Regions from separate parts of the Callithrix jacchus genome. Here region 1 is linked to region 2. Evidence: chromatin contacts called from public Hi-C data. All regions are on one chromosome and are shown on one strand. The core of a region is the stretch at or near the end of the contact, and the rest is flanking DNA. Distances in the headings are between cores, read along the strand shown. Region 1 has its middle 6.9 kb from the start of ZNF213. Region 2 holds the start of IL32 (interleukin 32).

Evidence for each region. A called contact is a pair of places that touch in the nucleus more often than the background predicts.
Region 1: a contact with region 2 is called in a Hi-C map of induced pluripotent stem cells, with 4 times the contacts expected there. The contact joins the enhancer-like site here to the promoter of IL32 in region 2.

What each region holds. Positions count from the first base shown.
Region 1 is chr12:5,293,245-5,298,170 of calJac240_pri, reverse strand. No RefSeq gene overlaps it. Among named protein-coding and RNA genes, the nearest start is that of ZNF213, 6.9 kb to the left of the region's middle. Within about 2 kb of position 1,775, at least 4 of the 16 cell types and tissues checked have an H3K27ac peak or open chromatin away from gene starts, as enhancers often do.
Region 2 is chr12:5,227,970-5,232,635 of calJac240_pri, reverse strand. It overlaps IL32 (interleukin 32), which reads right to left and starts at 2,675. Exons shown (of 7, transcript XM_078344478.1): 1 at 1,326-2,675; 2 at 1,019-1,058. The coding sequence starts at 1,759.

The DNA.
Region 1 (4,926 bases), core at 526-3,025, 66 kb before region 2:
CTGTGCCCCAGTTTCTCCTACGGGATGTGCTGGGCGCAGGCTGTACCACAAACTATCCATTAGCATGGAGGTAGGGCTGAAGTTAGGTGGGCCAGGGACTGTCTTAGTGACAGCTTTTCTGCTCTTCTTTTCCACCCCCTCCCAGCTACTAATGTCTGTCTAACCACCTAACATCAGCCAAAAAAAAAAAAATTGAGGTGATATGCTTGTTACCCCAATTCAGTGATTCCCTAACGTAAGCATGTATTGAAACATCACACTGTGCCCCATAAACATGCACAAATGTGTCAGAAAAACCTGGCTGGGCGTGTTTTGGAATTTTATAAAGTTGCTCTGAAATTAGTCAAGAAAAATGCACTAATCAAGAAATATTTTACCGAGTACCAGCTCCCCCAGAGAGACCCCCACCCAGGCAGCGCTGATGGAATGAGAGGCAGACGCCCAGATAGAACAGCAAAGTGGGTCTGTTTTGGGGGTCAGCAGCCTTCTGAACTGAGAGCCTCTGGGGCTGACAGCATTCCAGGGTGAGGGCCCCGAGCAGATTCTCACCCATGTACTTTACCTCTCTGAACAGGTTATTATTATTAACACACAGGAGTTTATTTTCTCATAACTCAAAAACATACCAAGTAGGCAGCTGTTCCCTGCTTACCACTGATTACAGGTATTCTTCACGAGGAAGCCACGGGGGCAGGGGCAGGTATCTCAAAGAATTGTTTTAACCGGTGTATGATACTTACACATTGTCCTGCCAATTTGGAATGCCCCAAGTGGTTTTCCACTGGCCAGGGGGACCAGCTAGGTTTTCCTTGCCGTCTTTCTTCCCTGCAAACAACATAGTATATCATAGACTCAGTATTCATCAATATTCATGACAGTATTTCTCAACAATCTTTAAATGTGGGAAACTGCCCTATCAAATCCTATTATAAAACTACTGGAAGGCCAGGTGCAGTGGTTCACACCTTTAATCTCAGCACTTTGGGAGCCAGGACAGGTGGATGGTCTGAGCTCAGGAGCTCTAGACCAGCGTGGGCAACATGGTGAAACCCTGTCTCTACCAAAAATGCAAAAAATTAGCTGGGCATGGTGATGTGCACCAGTAGCCTCAGGTACTTGGGAAGTTGAGATGGGGATCACTTGAACCAGGGAGGCAGAGGATGCAGTGAGCCATGATTGTGCCCCAGCACTCCAACCTGGGTGACGGAGTAAGACCCTGCCTCAAAAACAAAAACAAAAAACAATGGAATGTAGAAAGCCATATAACATAACTGGAAATTGAGAAACAAGTCTGTAATAGAGTTTATTATTTATTTATTTATTTGTTTTCCCGAGACCGAGTGTCACTCTGTCACCAAGGCTTGAGTGCAGTGGTGCGATCTCAGCTCAGGCTCACTGCGACCTCCACTTACTGGGTTGAAGGGATTCTCCTGGCTCAGCCTCCTGAGTAGCTGGGATTACAGGCGTGCATCACCACACCCGGCTAATTTTTTTGTAATTTTAGTAGAAATTGGGTTTCACCGTGTTGGCCAGGCTGCTCACGAACTCTTGACCTCAAGTGATCGGCCTGCCTCAACCTCCCAAAGTGTTAGGATTACAGGCGTGAGCTCCCGCGCTCTCCCACACCAGTGTTTTGAAGAGAAAATTTAATAAAAAGAATTGTTCAATTGTAAAGATGGTTTACTACCCAGCTGGAAAAGAGATTTCTAAGATTTACAGAAGAGCAACTGCAGGAAGGAACTTGTGCCCCGGGGACTAAGGAAGTAAAAAGGGAGGAAACTTGGAAACACGAAAGATCCCTTCAAGCCCTTTCACTTCAAGGCGGAGACTGGACCTCAGAAGGATCGGCTGTCGCGAGAACTCACAGCTGGTGGACGGCGGAAACGCGGGTAGGAGCCGGACCAAGGTGAGGACGGCGGAAGTGAGGGCCGCTGGCTCCCTCTGCTGGCCTCGTTGGAGAAGTGCACCAGGAGGGACAGTCCGTCCCTTCCCCTTTGACCTGACGGTGTTCCTCCATCGCCCTCTGTCGGCAAAGAACTGCATGAAGCTGGCCAGCAAGGACGTGTGTGCAGTGTCCAGCTGGGTGCCAACAGGTGCGATCCAGCTCAGTATCACAGAGCAGAACAGAACGGGTGTGTCCGGGCTGAGAGGCCGTACGCTGGTGACTGGCACACGAACTGTGTTTTCTACTTAGAAAATATATGGCATACTTGAATAAATATATATACATATGGCAAATATATAATATATAATAAATATCTTATATATTGCATACAATAAATACATAATAATATATATGTGACAAACGAATAAAATTATATTGAAGTTGACCACCTAATTGTACTTTCTTATCCCGTCTGATAATTTTCCATGTTACTTGTTTTTTTTTTTTTTGAGACGGAGTTTCGCTCTTGTTACCCAGGCTGGAGTGCCATCGCGCGATCTCGGCTCACCGCAACCTCCGCCTCCTGGGTTCAGGCAATTCTCCTGTCTCAGCATCCTGAGTAGCTGGGATTACAGGCACGCGCCACCATGCCCAGCTAATTTTTTTTTTTTTTTTTTTTGTATTTTTAGTAGAGACGGGGTTTCACCATGTTGACCAGGGAGGTCTCGATCTCGACCTCGTGATCCACCCACCTCGGCCTCCCAAAGTGCTGGGATTACAGGCGTGAGCCACCGAGCCCGGCTGCTTGTTTTTTTTTTGTTGTTGTTGTTGTTTGTGGGTTTTTGTTTTGTTCTGTTTTGTTTTTTTTCGAGACGGAGTTTCTCTCTTATTACCCAGGCTGGAGTGCAATGGCACGATCTCGGCTCACCGAAACCTCCGCCTCCCGTGTTCAAGCGATTCTCCTGCCTCAGCCTCCCGAGTAGTTGGGTTTACAGGCATGTGCCATCACACCCGGATAATTTTTTTTAGTAGAGACAGGGTTTCTCCATGTTAATCATTCTGGTCTCGAACTCCTGACCTCAGGTGATCCACCCACCTCAGCCTCCCAAAGTGCTGAAATTACAGGCGTGAATCACCAAGCCCGGCTCTTTTTTTTTTTTTTTTTTTCCTTAAATGGAGTCTAGCTATGTCACCCAGGCTGGAGTGCAGTGGCTCAATCTTGGCTCACTGCAACCTTCCCCTCCCAGATCAAGCACTTCTCCTGCCTCAGCCTCCTAAGTAGCAGGAATTACAGGTGGTGCACCACCGTGCCCGGCTCATTTTTGTATTTTAGTAGAGACTGGGTTTCACCATGTTGCCCATGCTGGTCTCAAACGCCTGACTTCAAGTGACCCACCTGCCTCAGTCTCCTGAAGTGCTGGGATTACAGGCGTGACCCACCGAATCCGGCACACTTTGTTTTTTTGTTTTTTTTTTCTAGCTAGAAAATAGTCTATAAATGAAGAAAGTAAAGGGTTTTTCTGCGAATTTATACTCATTCTGTCAATCTTACAGCACTGCTCACGACTCTCAAAACGGTGTTAAAAGTTGAAGACTGCAGACATAGTTGTCTGGTATCTTAAGTTCATGAAATTGCTTTTAATGGCATTCAGCTGAGTCTCTATTGTTGGTCTCTGATATGTATTTGTGCAAAATAACAAGTCAGGGTCTTGTTCTTTCACCCGGGCTGCAGCAGTGGTACAGTCACTGCTCACTGGAACCTGGAACACCCAGGCTCAATGATCCTCCCACCCCAGCCCCCCGAGTGGCTAGAACTGCAGGCGCCCGCCACTATGCCCGGTTGATATTTGTGTTCTTATTAAGGAAGTTCTATATATTCGTATTTCCAGCAGAAGGACTTCTAGTTATTCTCCTCTATCGCTTTTCCCCTTCTGTAATGGGAGCTTTTTGATGGACACATGGCTGTTCAAAATAGAGAGGGCTGGGTGTGATGGCTCATACATGTAATCCCAGTACTTTGTGAGGCCCAGGCAGGAGGATAACTTGAGGCCAACAGTTCAAGACCAGGCTGGACAACATAGTGAGACCTTGTCTCTACCAAAAAAAAAAATAATAATCTTTTAATTAGCTGGGCTTATTGGCACCTGTAGTTCCAGGTACTCAGGAGGCTGAGGGGGGAGGATCACTTGAACCCAGGAGTTCTATCCAGGCTGCTGTGAACCAGGATCATGCCACTGCACACCAGCCATGGCAACAGAGCTAGATACCGTCTCTAAAAAATAACTGAAAGTAAAGAGTATCGGCTGGGCGCGGTGGCTCACACCTGTAATCCCAGCACTTTGGGAGGCCAAGGTGGGAAGATCACGAGGTCAAGAGATTGAGACCATCTTGGCCAACATGGTGAAACCCTGTCTCTACTAAAAATACAAAAATTAGCCTGGCATGGTGGCACACACCTCTAGTCCCAGTTACTTCAGAGGCTGAGGCAGGCGAATCGCTTGAACCCAGGAGACCGAGGCAGTGAGCCAAGATTTTGCCACTGCACTCCAGCCTGGTGACAGAGCAAGACTCCGTCCCCCCCAAAATTTTTTAAATTTAACTTTTAAAAAGTATCTTTACTCCTTATGTCTATTTGTATAATTTTTTCTATGGGACATTGGCTATTCAGAATTTCTGTATCTTCTTGAGTAAATTTTGATAGTTTATATTTTCCAGGAAATCATTTATTTCATCTATGATTTCAAATTTATTTATTTTGAGATGGAGTTTTGCCCTTGTCTCCCAGGCTGGAGTGTAATGGCACAATTTCGGCTCACTGCAACCTCTACCTCCTGGGTTCAAGTGATTCTCCTGCCTCAGCCTCCGAAGTAGCTGGGATTACAGGTGCACAGCACCACACCAGCTGTTTCTGTATTTTTTGTAGAGATGGGGTTTCACCATGTTGGCCAGGCTAGTCTCAAACTCCTGACCTCAGGTGATCCACCTGCCTCAGCCTCTCAGTGTGCTGGGACTACTGGCGTGAGCCACTACGCCTGGCCTGA
Region 2 (4,666 bases), core at 1,426-3,925:
GACCCTGGGGTGTCTTCCATGCACACACGGGGGCATGGACGCTGCCCTGGAGCAGGCTGGCTCAGCTGGGATTCCCACAGCCACTGTGGTCCCAGGTGAGAGGTGGCCAAGGAAGAACTTTCAGGGAGGCCACAGTGGCCGTCCCTCTCTGAGGAGCTGATTAAGATTCAGGAGTGCCAGGTAGGTCCACCCTATAACCAACTGCCAACCTGTGCCCACAGTGCCCGGGCCATTCCTGTCTGCAGACATGTGGCTGCACCCACAGAGGCAGGAGGTACCCCACAGACTCCCCGCTAAGACCCCATGTTAAGGCCCTAGTCTGGGGGTGACATGCCTGGCTTCCCCCACCGCAGAGTGGTGAGTGTCACCACAGATTGAGCAGGGCCTGGGAGGTGTTCTGGGCAGGGCAGATGTCTGCACACTTGGAGGCAGCAATGGTCCACTTCCCATGACACAGGGCAAAAGCAGCCACGTGCCGGCCTGTGGGAGCCACATGTCCTTTGGGTCCCTGTCTTGAACCTGGGCCAGGCCACAACCTGGAAAACTCCATTGTCACGGGCCACAGAGCTCCCTGGAGGGTCTGGTGGGTCTCGCATTTGGGGTGGGGCAGGGGTAGAGGACAGGAAGTGGGAAGGAACCCAGGAAAAGAGGAAAACACACCCAGGCCCAGATCTGGGCCCTGCTCTCAGGCCTGCCCAGCTGAGCCAGCTCCCGAGAGGAGCATTCTCTGAGCGGTTTCTAGGAGAGCGCTGCCCGCCCCTGGCCCGGGCTCTCTGGGCTGTGAGGGGTTCCTGGGCCTGGTGCTTTCTCTCATCGGCACCCCTGCCCTTCTCCAGCACCCCTGACACACACACCCTCCAGCACCTCCAACGGTACCTTCGTCCGTCACTGTCCTGTCACTCGGCGCCCCTGACTGAGCCTCACACACACAGGCAGCTAGAGAAATTCTTAGCGCACACGCGACCTTACGGGGTTTTTTCAGACAAGTCCACAAAAGCACACGCAGCCTCTTGCTCACCTCGGAAACCATGGTGGCCAAGAGTTCCAGGAGCCAGGACCTGCTGGTGAGTGACAGGTGTGAGGAAAAGTGTCTCAGAGAAGCACTCTCCTCCCCAGAGGGCTCTCACATTCAGAGACCCCAACTCCCCACCCGGGATGACCCAGCACCACTGAGACAGTTGCCTCCTCTACCCAGCCTAGCACAAACTCAGCTGGTTTTATTGGTGGAAGGGGCGTAATGGGTGGAGCCACTCCCAGGGCAGGAGGCCGGGCTGAGTGGCTGAAAAAGAGACAGAGACAGAGACAGACAGAGATAGAGACTTACCTGAGAGAGACAGTGGTCTGGAGTCCCTAGGAGGGATGAGGTCCGTCCCGGGCTGCGGTCCTGCACCTTCTGAGCTGGGGTGGGATTCTCTGAGCCCAGGAAGAGGCTGCTTCCCCCACCCTGCCAGCCCGAGAGGGGGAGGGCCAGAGGGAAAGTCCAGACTTGGGAAAGCAGGCTGGGGAAACTCCCAGAGCCCAGGGAGGAGACCTCAGCCAAGTGGAGTCCAAGGACAAAGGAATGTGGACATTGTCCTTGCATAAGGTGTGCCCGGACTCCAGAGGGCCAGAGAAGCTTCTGGGTGAGGAGGAGGCAGGACCCGCCAGACCGAAAAGGAGGCCCTGGAGGGCGGGGGCCTGTGCAAGTTGGAGGGGCGGCTAGTGGTGGTGTAGATCTACCTGTGGGACAAGATAGGACCCTCTGCAGGGTGAGAGGCATCCTGCTGACAGTCTGAGCTTGGCTGGCCAGGCTCTCCTGACGCCTTCTGGGCCGAGGCAAGGCCGGCGGGGGCAGAAGGTCACTGGTTCCAGCAATCCTGAGGCTCCCCTGCCGGCTTCTCTAGCCCCCCGGATTCTGACCCACCAGCCTGGCTGGGCCTCCCACCTCCTCCTCATGCCCCAGCCTGGTGGCCAAGCCCCCCAGCTGAGCACAACCACAGCCTTGACCTCGGGATGGCTTCTGGGGCTGCCCTGAGGCAGCAGCACAACAAGCATCCCTGACTGCAGACATCTCTTCTCGCACAGTCTGCAGGCTGGAAGTCCAGGGTCAGGGTGGGCAGCGCTGCGTCCTTCCGAGGCCGTGGAGCTGGGATCCTGCCTCTCTCCCGCCCTTGTACGTGGCCACCTTCATCTCCATCGCGTTCTTTCTGGCTATGACTGTCCACACTTCCCCTTTTCATAAGGACAGCAGTCACATTGAAGTCGGTTCCACCCCAGTATCCTCATTGTCACTTCATCACCTCCATAATGACCCTGTTTCCAAATAAGAGCACATTCTGAGGTCCTGGGGTGAGGACTTCAGCTTGGACACAATGTGTCCCATTACATTCTCCGAGGAGACCCGGAGAGACAGAACCTAGAAACCACGCTTTCCTGGTGAAATCTTCACTCGGGTGGACTAGACACTGGTTGTCACCTGCCTGCCACTTGGGAGTCCGTTCCACTGCGTGCAGCCCCCTCTCCACAGTTAGGAAGCGCAGATCTTCCCTGAGCCATCTCTGAACTGTAGAGTGGGAAAGAGAAGGAAGCCACTCCCGCACCAGCTACAAGTCTTGCTCTAGGCTTCAGCTCCTAGAGACTCACTCGCCCGGCAACCCTAGCCCCTCCGTGACTCACAAAGGCCACCATCCAAAGTCATCCATCCAGACTGTTCCCTGTTTTTATAGCTTCATGTGACGTAATTCACAGGCAAGGCAATGTACTCGTTAAGCTGTGCGATTCAAAGCAGGGAACGGCGTGAGCCTCACCAGCACCCGCTAAACGTGTTCAGCGCCTGAGAGAAGTTCTGCCCTCTGAGACACCACCACCGATGCTCATTTCCATGGACGACCACTCGTCTACTTCCTTTTTTTTTTTTCTTCTTTGAGATGGAGTCTTGCTCTGTTGCCCAGGCTGGAGTGCAATGGCACGATCTCGGCTCACCGCAACCTCCGCCTCCTGGGTTCAGGCAATTCTCCTGCCTCAGCCTCCTGAGTAGCTGGGACCACAGGCACGCGCCACCGTGCCCAGATAATTTTTTGTATTTTTAGTGGAGATGGGGTTTCACCATGTTGGTTGTAGGAAGTAGAAAAGTTGCTTTTAATAGTTTCCTTTCTTGTTAAAGAGCAGGTGTGCTAATAACTTTGTCCAGCCCTCTCCTAAGTAGCTGTTAGACACGCCATGCTTACAGGCACGTAGTACATTCTATGTCCTTGTACTTTAGCCAACATATCTGTGACGTTCTCCTTGTACTTTAACCAACATATCTGTGCTGGACGTGCTCACAGGCCTGTCCCAGCTCTCCACTGCTTTTACCTGTTTAGAAAGTTTTAAGTTTTTAGCCAATCGGGTTTTAGTTTAGATTGTGAGGTCTGGCTCCAGCCAACGGAGATCAGACACAGCGGTAAGGACGACCCCAAATGGGTGAGGGATAAATGTGTGTGTTTTCCTTTGTTCATTGTACTCTCATGGCCCGATGGCTAGCGAGGGTTCCCTTCCTGCAGTCCAGGAAGTAAAAATTATGTTGCTGAAAGATCCTTTGTCTCAGTGCTGATTTTTCTTTGTGGCACCAAGCATCTGTTTCCAACATTGATCAGCGAGTCTCGATCTCCTGACTTCGTGATCTGCCCGTCTTGGCCTCCCAAAGTGCTGGAATTACAGGTGTGAGCCACCGTGCCTAGCCTCATCTACTTTTGGTCTCAATAGATGCATCTCCCTCAGACGTTTCATATAAGTATAATTACATACTAGGTGATGTTCTGTGTCCAGCCTCTTTCACTGAGCCTAACGTTCTTGAGGTTCGTGTGTGTGGTAACACGGACAGTCCTTCGTGCCTTTTTCTGGCTGCATAATATTCTACTGCATGGACAGACCACATTTTGGTTTCTCCATTCATCCCTCTAAGGACATTTGGGCTGTTTCCACCTTTTGGCTATTCCAAATATAATGCTGCTGGGAACATTCACGTACAAGTTTCTGTGGCACGTGTGTTTTCAGCTCTCTTGGATGTGTATGAAGGAGAAGAATCGCTGGGTTACATGGGAAACGTGTTTTTAACCTTTTGAGGAACAGCAGACTACTTTTCATTGTCTGTGTCATTTTACATTCCCGGCAGCAGTATACGAGGGTCTGCTTCCTCCACATCCGCAGCAACGTCTGTTATTCCCTGTGTCTTTTTTTTTTTTTTTTTTTTTGAGATGGAGTTTCGCTCTGTTACCCAGGCTGGAGTGCAATGGCGCGATCTCGGCTCACCGCAACCTCTGCCTCCTTCCTGGGTTCAGGCAATTCTCCTGCCTCAGCCTCCTGAGTAGCTGGGATGACAGGCGCGCACCACCACGCCCAGCTAATTTTTTGTATTTTTAGTAGAGAAGGGGTTTCACCATGTTGACCAGAATGGTCTCGATCTCTTGACCTCGTGATCCACCTGCCTCAGCCTCCCAAAGTGCTGGGATTACAGGCGTGAGCCACCGTGACCGGCCAATTTTTTAAATTTTTATTTTTTGAGACAGATCTGTTGCTCAGGGTGGAGTGCAGTGGTGTGATCACAGCTCAGTGCTGCCGAGACTTCTCTGCCTCAAGCGATTCTCTTCGCTCAGCCTTCCCAGGAGCTGGGACTACAGATGTGTGCCACCACCATGCACGACTAATT